2 separate regions of the Pan troglodytes genome follow, and region 2 is linked to region 1. The links are chromatin contacts, called in public HiChIP or PLAC-seq maps. All regions are on one chromosome and are shown on one strand. Each heading gives the region's core, a stretch centred on a gene start, on an enhancer-like site or on the middle of the called end of the contact. The rest is flanking DNA. Distances are from core to core; before and after follow the strand shown. Region 1 holds the start of EIF4EBP3 (eukaryotic translation initiation factor 4E binding protein 3). Region 2 holds the start of WDR55 (WD repeat domain 55).

What was found. HiChIP or PLAC-seq counts read pairs in DNA pulled down with a chosen protein or histone mark.
Region 2: a contact with region 1 is called in an H3K4me3 HiChIP or PLAC-seq map of stem cell-derived excitatory neurons, with 3 times the contacts expected there. The contact joins the promoter of WDR55 here to the promoter of EIF4EBP3 in region 1. A contact is called at or near these places in 1 of 7 Hi-C or Micro-C datasets (stem cell-derived neural progenitor cells) and 1 of 1 datasets of contacts at active chromatin or transcription factors (stem cell-derived excitatory neurons).

The regions. Positions count from the first base shown.
Region 1 is chr4:138,259,829-138,264,500 of NHGRI_mPanTro3-v2.0_pri, forward strand. It overlaps EIF4EBP3 (eukaryotic translation initiation factor 4E binding protein 3), which reads left to right and starts at 2,821. Exons shown (of 3, transcript NM_001204162.1): 1 at 2,821-2,995; 2 at 4,059-4,229; 3 at 4,396-4,672. The coding sequence starts at 2,893. The coding sequence ends at 4,424.
Region 2 is chr4:138,377,793-138,382,464 of NHGRI_mPanTro3-v2.0_pri, forward strand. It overlaps WDR55 (WD repeat domain 55), which reads left to right and starts at 2,297. Exons shown (of 8, transcript XM_024356755.3): 1 at 2,297-2,592. The coding sequence starts at 2,402.

The sequences.
Region 1 (4,672 bases), core at 1,571-4,070:
ACACTTCCTCACCTTGCATAAAAGGTTAGTTATCATAAATGATTCACTACAATCTGTCCCCAAGCTTTACCCTCCAGCACTGCTAAGACACTTCATTTTGGCATGCACCATTTTGTAAGATACTCAAAATCCTTTTCGGGACAATAAAATATACATACCCTTGATACCTGAAGTGTGTTTCTGAGGCCCTGAAGCGTTTGCATTACTGTATTAAAAATTCACAATTGCAGTCAGGCCCGGTGGCTCATGCCTGTAACTCCAGCGCTTTGGGAGGCCAAGGCAGGCAGATCACTGGAGATCAGGAGTTCGAGACCAGCTTGGCCAACATAGTGAAACCTGATCTCTGCTAAAAATACAAAAAATTAGCCGGGTGCGGTGGTGGGTTCCTGTAATTCCAGCTACTCAGGAGGCTGAGGCAGGAGAATCGCTTGAACCCAGGAGGCAGAGGTTGCAGTGAGCTGAGATCATGCCACTGAACTCTAGCCTGGGTGACAGAGCAAGACTCCATCTTAAAAAAAAAAAAAATCAGCCAGGTGTGGTGGCTTATGCCTGTAATCCTAGCATTTTGGGAGGCTGAGGCAGGCTGATCACCTGAGATCGGGAGTTCAAGACCAGCCTGACCAACATGGAGAAACTCTGTTTCTACTAAAATTACAAAATTAGCTGGGTGTGGTGGTACATGCCTGTAATCCCAACTACTCAGGAGGCTGAGGCAGGAGAATCGCTTAAATCTGGGAATCGGAGGTTGCGGTGAGCCAAGATCATGCCATTACACTCCAGCCTGGGCGGCAAGAGCAAAACTCCATCTCAAAAAAAAAAAAAAAAAAAAATCCACAATTGGCTGGGCACGGTGGCTCATGCCTGTAATTCTTGTTTCGGAGGATGCCTGTTTGGGAGGATCGCTTGGGCCTACGAGTTTGAGACCAGCCTGGGCAACATAGTGAGACCCCGCCTTTACAAAAAATTTAAAAATTAGCCAGGTACAGTGGCATGCACCTGTGTCCCAGCTATTCAGGACACTGAAGTGGGAGGGTCACCTGAGCCCAGGAGGTTGAGGCTGCAGTGAGCCATGATTGTACCACTACACTCCAGCTTGGGTGACAGTGAGACCGTGTGTCAAAAAAAAAAAAAAATCCAAAATCTCACCCAGACCAATACTGTATCAGAATTATCATTTTAACAATATCTCCAGATGATTTGTATGCACATTAAAGTTTGAGAAGCTGGCCAGGTGTGGTGGCTCACACTTACCAGCACTTTGGGAGGCCGAGGCAGATAGGTTACTTGAGCTCAGGAGTTCGAGACCAGCCTGGGCAACATGGTGAAACCTTGTCTCTACAAAAAATCCAAAAATTAGCCCGGTGTGGTGGTGGGCACCTGTGGTCCCAGCTACTCAGGAGGCTGAGGTGGGAGGATGGCCTGAGCCCAGGAGGCAGAGTTTGCAGTGAGCTGAGATTACACCACTGCATTCCAGCCTAGGCAGCAGAGCAAAACCCTATCTCAGAAAATAAATAGTTTGAGAAGCAATCTTTTTTTAAATGAGTGAAGAAATCAGACCTAAGGAGAAATCTGATGAAGCCAGAGATGAGTTAATATTGATAAATGGATGCAGTCAGGTGGTCTATACTTAATTTTTGGTGAGGGGAAGGGACAGTGGAGGCAGTATTGATTTTGAGGAAGCCAAACAGGACAGCCTGATGAATTCAAGATTTCCAGCGTATATACATCTTCACCAATCCCACCACCTTGCTCCAGCCTGTCATATCACTGTGTCTACATAAAACAAAACAAAACAAAACAAAAAAAACTCCAAGGCCAAACTCTCTGACCTTTCTTTCCTTCTAAAGACCAAGCTCTCCTCACTAGCCCCCTGCCCCTCCTTAGTTAACTGGCAAAGAGATCAAAGGGCAGGCCTTCTGACTGGTGATGCCTCAGCTGTAGCCCCCAAACTTGACTCATCCTTTTATTAGTCCAGGTACCACTTCTTCAGAAAGATGACCAGCCCTCACTGACCTTCCCCTTCCTGCTGTGCTCCAGGCCATCAAGGCATGTTTCACCCCGTACTGTTTTTGTTTGTTTTGAGACAGGGTCTCGCTGTGTCACCCAGGCTGGAGTGCAGTGGTGCAATCTCCGCTCACTGCAACCTCCGCCTCCTGGGTTCAACCTATCCTTCCACCTCAGCTTCCCGAGTAGCTGGGTCTACAGGCGCATGCTGCCGCACCCGGCTAATTTTTGTATTTTTAGTAGAGACTAGGTTTCACCATGTTGCCCAGGCTGGTCTCAGACTCCTGGGCTCAAGCTATCCACCCGCCTTAGCCTCCCAAAGTGCTGGGATTACAGGCCGTGAGCCACCGCACCCGGCCTTGTACTGTTACTGTTTATGGGAGGCAGTACACAGCTGGGCTTAAGGGCACAGTCCTGGAATCAGATGCAGTCAGATTTGAATCCCAGCTTCCCTTCCTGCAAGATGTGTGACTTTGGCTAATCATAGTGCTTTACTATCCAAAAGTTGGCGAGGAATGGGTGAACTAATACAGGATAAAAACGCTTGCCCTACTTCACCTGCCCCCAGCTCCCGGCTATAAACAGTAAATAGCTGAGCTGCTGCAGCACTCAGGCAGGTTGGCCAGCGCTGGGCCAGCAGGAACTGGAAGCCGGTGTGGGGCCTGGGACTTTGGACGCATTTCCAGCTTTCTCTGAACCGGGCTGGCTTCCTAGCAGATAGGGCGGGACCGTCGGGTTGAGTGACGGCCGGTGGCCCGCCCTGGGCGTGACGTTGTTCTAGTGTTGTTGCCAGCAGCTGCACGTGGTCGGCTGAGTCCGCCTCAGACTCAGAGCTGCGCTCCTCGACCTCAACGCCAGGCGGTTACTTTGCTGCTCCTCCCGCTCGCTATGTCAACGTCCACTAGCTGCCCGATTCCCGGGGGCCGGGACCAGCTGCCCGACTGCTACAGCACCACGCCGGGGGGCACGCTATACGCCACTACCCCCGGAGGTCAGCGGGCCGGGCAGGGGTCCGCAGGCTGCGGACATATCAGCGCATGCGTGTTGTTGCGGGGCGGGGGTAGGGGAGGGAGAGGCCTAAGACTTGTCCGCAGGCCCCTCTACAGGTTGTAGCTTTGGGGGAGAATGGAGCGGAAGCTCAGTTCCCAAAAACTTATAAGTGATGCAACAAGGCCATGAGCCTAGCTTCCGGGTGTTTGGGATGTAATCCTTCACTGTGGCCTGGGTTCTTGGCGCCTTACACACGCTCCTTACCCCTCGCGACTTTGCTTCCTAGGAATAGGGGCCAGGGCCCCCTACTGAGCGTGACCTCAGCCGGAAGCACCGGGTCTTGAGAAGTGGAGTAGTTAGAACAGTTGGGGCAGTTGCTCCGTTTATGTGCTGCTGGCTGGCGTCTGTTTGGTTGGGCGAGCAGCCTGGGATCACGAGCTGCTGGGCTCCCGACCCAGGGATTACTGCCACGCGGAAGCGGAGGGGAGGAACAGGGCAGGGCCCTTTGAGGACATTATGCGGGCCAAGTTCCTCTGAGCTAGTGTGAACCTTATAGGACCTGGGAGGGGTCAGGATTAGAACAGTACGTTTCTCCTCCCTGCAGGAGATAGCCCAGGTGACAGCACTGGGTGGAACCCTTCACAACTGCTATTTCACTTCTTGAACCACCTGAGGCTGTTAGTCTAGGTCTCACCTTCACTGGTGAGACCAAAGCAAAGAGGTTTCAGAGTGGTAGAGGAGCAGCATGAAGTACCTGAACTCAAAGTTTGGTGTTCCTCTTAGAGCCAAGATCTGAAGCTCTCCCAAACATAAAGCCCCTGCCTATACCAGCTGAGATGCCCCCCTTGCTTTATACCCACATCTTGGTTAGGTCTGGAAGATTTTAAGCACTATGAAGGCTTGTCTGCTGAGAACCTAGCTGGGCTTCAGAGCAGATGTCCTTTGATGCACAGGGAAATTCGACACCACCCTTACCTCCAGGCCCCAAAAGGCCTGAGTCTGGGACCCCAGTCATCTCGGTACCCAAGCTCCTGACTCTTACCTCAGTCCCAACCCCTTGACAGGCACCAGGATCATCTACGACCGAAAGTTCCTGCTGGAGTGCAAGAACTCACCCATTGCCCGGACACCCCCCTGCTGCCTCCCTCAGATTCCCGGGGTCACAACTCCTCCAACAGCCCCTCTCTCCAAGCTGGAGGAGCTGAAGGAGCAGGAGACAGAGGAAGAGATACCCGGTAAGGAAAGCAGGAATTAAGAATTGTCCCAGCCTTTGAGTTCAAATGCCACTGTGACACAGTGCGGGGGTTCAGTTCCAAGAGGGGTTTCTGCACTGATGCTGAGCCTGCTGAGCCTGCAGATCCTCAGACCAGCAACCTGTCTTCCTGCCTTTTCTCTCTCCAGATGACGCACAATTTGAAATGGACATCTAATCCAGTGCAGATGACCTGGCATGTGGAATTACAGAGGGATCCCTCATGCCACTGCTGCCACCACCTCTTCCTGGGGCATCCAAAGGCCAGCTGGCCTCATCTAATCTGGAAGGAAGTGACTTGTTAGTTCCAGGCCTCCTTTAGTTCTGAGGCAGCTAGACCAGGGATAGGAGTGGGCAACTTGCCAAGCCCTTAACTCTACTTCCTCTTCCGTCTGTGGTACTCCTCCTAACCCTAAACCCTCTATG
Region 2 (4,672 bases), core at 1,047-3,546, 120 kb after region 1:
ATTCCACTGGTTGTGTAAAATCACATGCAGAAAGTCATCAGTCCTTTCCTGAGCTGTGGTTCTAGATTCCTACAGTAAGGATGCTCTCTAGCCAGTGTGCCCAGTAGAGAAGAGAATAATGATCCTCACTGATGGGCAAGAGGTGGATAGAGGAATGTAAGGATGATTGGTCTCAAATGTCAGACTCATTCAGGCCCATCTTCAGGCCTAGTCCCTGGGGAAAGATTTCCTGGGGATTGCTGTCAGCCTGATGGGCTGCTAATCTGATCTCCAGGCTATGAAGGACTGGGCTCTGGATGAAGGCATCTAATGAAAATCACTTATGGGTGGGAACCAAAACCTTTTATGAGTTTATGTCCTATGAGCTTTATTAATGTTGAGTACAAATCACTGTCTCCTTGGCTAAAGGTGTAACCTTAGGGAAGTGCTTCGGGTTTAGAGCTGATATAGTGTGGCCCTGCAGGTACAGGAATTCCTATCCTAGACCAGAAGGGTTTGGTGCCCTTCATCACCCTGAAACATTTGCCAAGGCCCAGAATAGGTCTGTTGACCTTTGAATCACACCATTCCCTTCCCTTTTCTTCCCTTCTGCTCATTACCAGCACTTTGGTCTGGTGCTCATCATTAGGTGTCACCACTGCTTCCTGGCTGGATGCCACGCTGCCACTGTCTACCCTGAGCCCAAGATTTGTGGCCTCACCAGATCCAAGAAAGCTAGAAAGTCACCTTAGCCATTACCTTGTCTTTGATTATATTCACCTTGGTAGGACAGGTTTTTGTGAGGAAGCCAGTATTGTGCATGGCATGTAAGAGGCTGAAATTGGGCCTTGCTGCAATAGCACCTAGAATGGCTAATTTCAGACAAATGTCACCATGGTTCTATGGATGTAGGTAGGCAGCAGTCCCAATTATTAAAAATGGTCACAGAGACATGGCACAGGTGAAGACATCTGGAGAGTCACTAAAAGCAAGACCTGGAGATTGTTGGTTTGAAATTCAGTTTCTGAGGCCAGGCTCGATGGCTCATGCCCACAGTCTCAGTGCTTTGGGAGGCCAAAGCAGGAGAGTCTCTTGAGGCCAGGAGTTCATGAGTCTATAGCTATGCAGGAGGATCGAACCGAAGAGTTCAAGGCTGTAGTGAGCTATGATCACACCACTGCATTCTGAGCCTGGGTGACAGAGCAAGACCTTGATTTAAAAAAAGAAATTCAGGGGCCGGGCGCCGTGGCTCACGCCTATAATCCTAGCACTTTGGGAGGCTGAGGTGGGAAGACACGTCAAGAGTTTAAGGCCAGCCTGGGCAACATACTGAGTCCTCGTTTCTACAAAATATACAAAAATTGGCCAGGTGCGGTGGCTCACGCCTGTAGTCCCAGCACTTTGGGAGGCCAAGGCGGGCGGATCACGAGGTCAGGAGTTTGAGACCAGCCTGGCCAACATGGTGAAACCCTGTTTCTACTAAAGATACAAAAAATTAGCTGGGCGTGGTGGCATGCGCCTGTAGTCCCATCTACTCGGTAGGCAGAGGCAGGAAAATCTCTTGAACCCGGGAGACGGAGGTTGCAGTGAGCCGAGATCGCACCATTGCACTCCAGCCAGGGCGAGACTCCGTCTCAATAAATAAATAAACAAACAAATAAATAAATAAATAAATAAAAATTAGCCAGGCGTGGTGCCGCGTGCCTGTAGTTCCAGCTACTCGGAGGATCGCTTGAGCCGAGCGGTGATCGTGCCACTGCACTCCAGCCTGCGCGACAGCGCAAGACCCTGTCTCAAAACAAAGCAAAAGAAAAAAAAATTCTTGGTAACTGAGCACTGCTTGTCCAGCCCATTGAGTTTCTGTAGACAAATTGTAGGAACTGGCACAGCAAACTGGCCACAAAGACGTTAGGGGCGTGGACACCAGCTGCTTGAGCTGCCTGCTGTCCAAGACTCCCGTATGTCATCGCGCAGCGTGGGATTTTGCGGCTTCCTGACAGCCCAGGCTGTCGCTTGACTTGATCTTGGGTTTCACCAAGCCACGAAGGACTTGGTCCCTTCTCTCCTATCCCAAGGGCATTAAGCCTGTCTGGATGAAGTAGGAGAGGAAAGATTTACACGCAGTTCCCAACTTTACGTGACGTGACTAGGGAGGGAATTGACGGTCGCACCGTCTACCTAGCCCAAACGGGGTCACAGCAGGACAAGGAAGTAGCAGATCTCCCAGATGCGGTCTCTTCGCTCCGCTCCACCCGCACCAGCAGCGGCCCACCCACCTCTCCTGTAAGAGGAAGAACGTCCCGGAGACACTTCCGGCCCCGCCCCCCGAGGCGGAAGCGGAGTGCCAGGCTACTCCTCCCGCAGTGTGGGTGGTTCCGAGGCTGACTACCCTGCGGCGGTGCGGCTCGCAGTCCTTCTCAGCATGGACCGCACTTGTGAGGAGAGGCCCGCTGAGGATGGGAGCGACGAAGAGGACCCAGACTCCATGGAAGCCCCAACCCGGATCCGGGACACTCCGGAAGACATCGTGCTGGAAGCTCCTGCTAGTGGGCTGGCGTTCCATCCGGCCCGTGATCTACTGGCTGCAGGGGACGTGGACGGGGACGTATTCGTGTGAGAGCGGGGCAGGGCCGGGGGCGCCGGGTCTGGAAGCTTCCCGGGGGTGGACCTGGGAACAGGAGAGAGGAGAGAAAGTTGCAGGGAGACAAATTTTGCAAGATTCTTTGGGTCCAATTCATTCAGTAACATTCGGCTCTTCTATCACACCAATCTGTTGAAAGAACTGGAATGTCGTGACAGAGCCCAGATACCATAGTAGGACAAAAAGCCCTTTAAGGCCTTGTTATTTCCCACCGATTATTATTTATTTACTTACCTATTTATTTTTGAGACGGAGTCTCGCTCTGTCGCCGAGGCTGGAGTGCAGTGGCGCGATCTGGGCTCACTGCAACCTCCCCCCTCCGGGTTCAAGCAGTTCTCTTCCTCAGCCTCCCAAGTAGCTGGGATTATAAGCGCCCGCCACCACGCCCGGCTAATTTGTTTTGTATTTGTAGTAGAGACGGGGTTTCACCATCTTGGCCAGGCTGGTCTTGAACTCCTGACCTCGTGATCCACCTGCCTTCCTCCCAGAGTGCTGGGATTACAGGCGTAAACCACCGTGCCCGGACTCCTACCGGATTATTATATTGTGCCCGAGACAGGCTCAGCAGGCCCTTTTAAGTGATTTTTCAAACCACAAATCTTGGCTCACGCCTGTAATACCCGCACTTTGGGAGGCCGAGGTGGGCGGGTCACCTGAGGTTGGAGCTAGAGACCAGCCTGTTCAACATGGTGAAACCCCGTCTCTACTAAAAATACAAAAATTAGCCCGGTGTGGTGGCGCGGGCCTGTAATCCCAGCTACACGGGAGGCTGAGGCAGAAGAATCACTTGGATTCGGGCGGTGGAGGTTGCAGTGAGCCAAGATCGTGCCACTGCACTCCAGCTTGGACAATAGAGTGAGACACTCCCTTGATTAAAACCCTTCAATGGTCTGCTTTTAGGATTTAGTACAAATTTCTCAATCCTGCCTTCAACGCCCTGACCATCTGTGCTCATTCATCCATACCTTTTAAAAATACGTCTTGGGCCAGGCATGGTGGCTCATGCCTGTAATCCCAGCACTTTGGGAGACCAAGGTGGGGTATCACCTGAGGTCAGGAGTTAGAGACCAGCCTGGCCAACATGGTGAAATCCTGTCTCTACTAAAAATAGAAAAATTAACTGGGTGTGGTGGCGGGCACCTGTAATCCCAGCTTCTCGGGAGGCTGAGGCAGGAGAATCGCTTGAACCAGGGAGGCGGAGGTGGCAGTGAGCCGAGATCGTGCCATTGCACTCCAGCCTGGGCAACAAGAGCAAAACTCCATCTCAAAAAAAAAAAAAAAAAAATCTTGAAACCTCAGCCCATTTGCATGTGCTATTCTGTCTGGAAAACTCCTTTCCCCTCACTTTTACCTACTATCTCTGAGTTTCCAGGATCTCTTCCCTCTTCCTCTCTCCCCAGACTAAAATTGGTTACCTGTTAGATGCTGCCATGGCACCAGGTGCCATGGTACCTTTCCCTTACTAATGAATGGTTGGTAACCATATGTCCATTTGTGTAATTATTTGAATGCTGTCTCCTTCACTAATGTTTCTCAAACGTCTTTGACCTTGCCTCACAGAGAAATACCTTTTACATTATATATGATGCTCTGTGATACAATTTCTGATTTTATTCTATTTGTACATGTACACAAAATGCTGATTGTAGCTTACTAGTCCGTTATATGACTAGAATGTGAAAAAACACTGTTCTGGAGTGTAATCTGTCATCGGTTTTGTTCTCTATTTTATCTCCAACCTCTAGTCTAGGGTAGATGCTCAATACATGTTTGATTTTGAACAAAAGATACAGGTTAGAGGCAGTGGAAAAGTTGAAGATGTTATGCTTATCAGATTTACTTAATGAATTTAAACCTCAACCCCTCATTAGCTGTAATGGCCTTGAGCGTGTTAACTTCTGTATTTTCATCTTTGAAAGGGGGAATTATACCTACCCTTGCAGAGGGGACAAGTTTGCAGTACAGCGCCTAAGCAGCTCTTCAACAAATGTAGGTTCCCTTCTACTACTATCCATATTTATGGTGCCAGGCACTTGGGAGTTGCCCTAGACA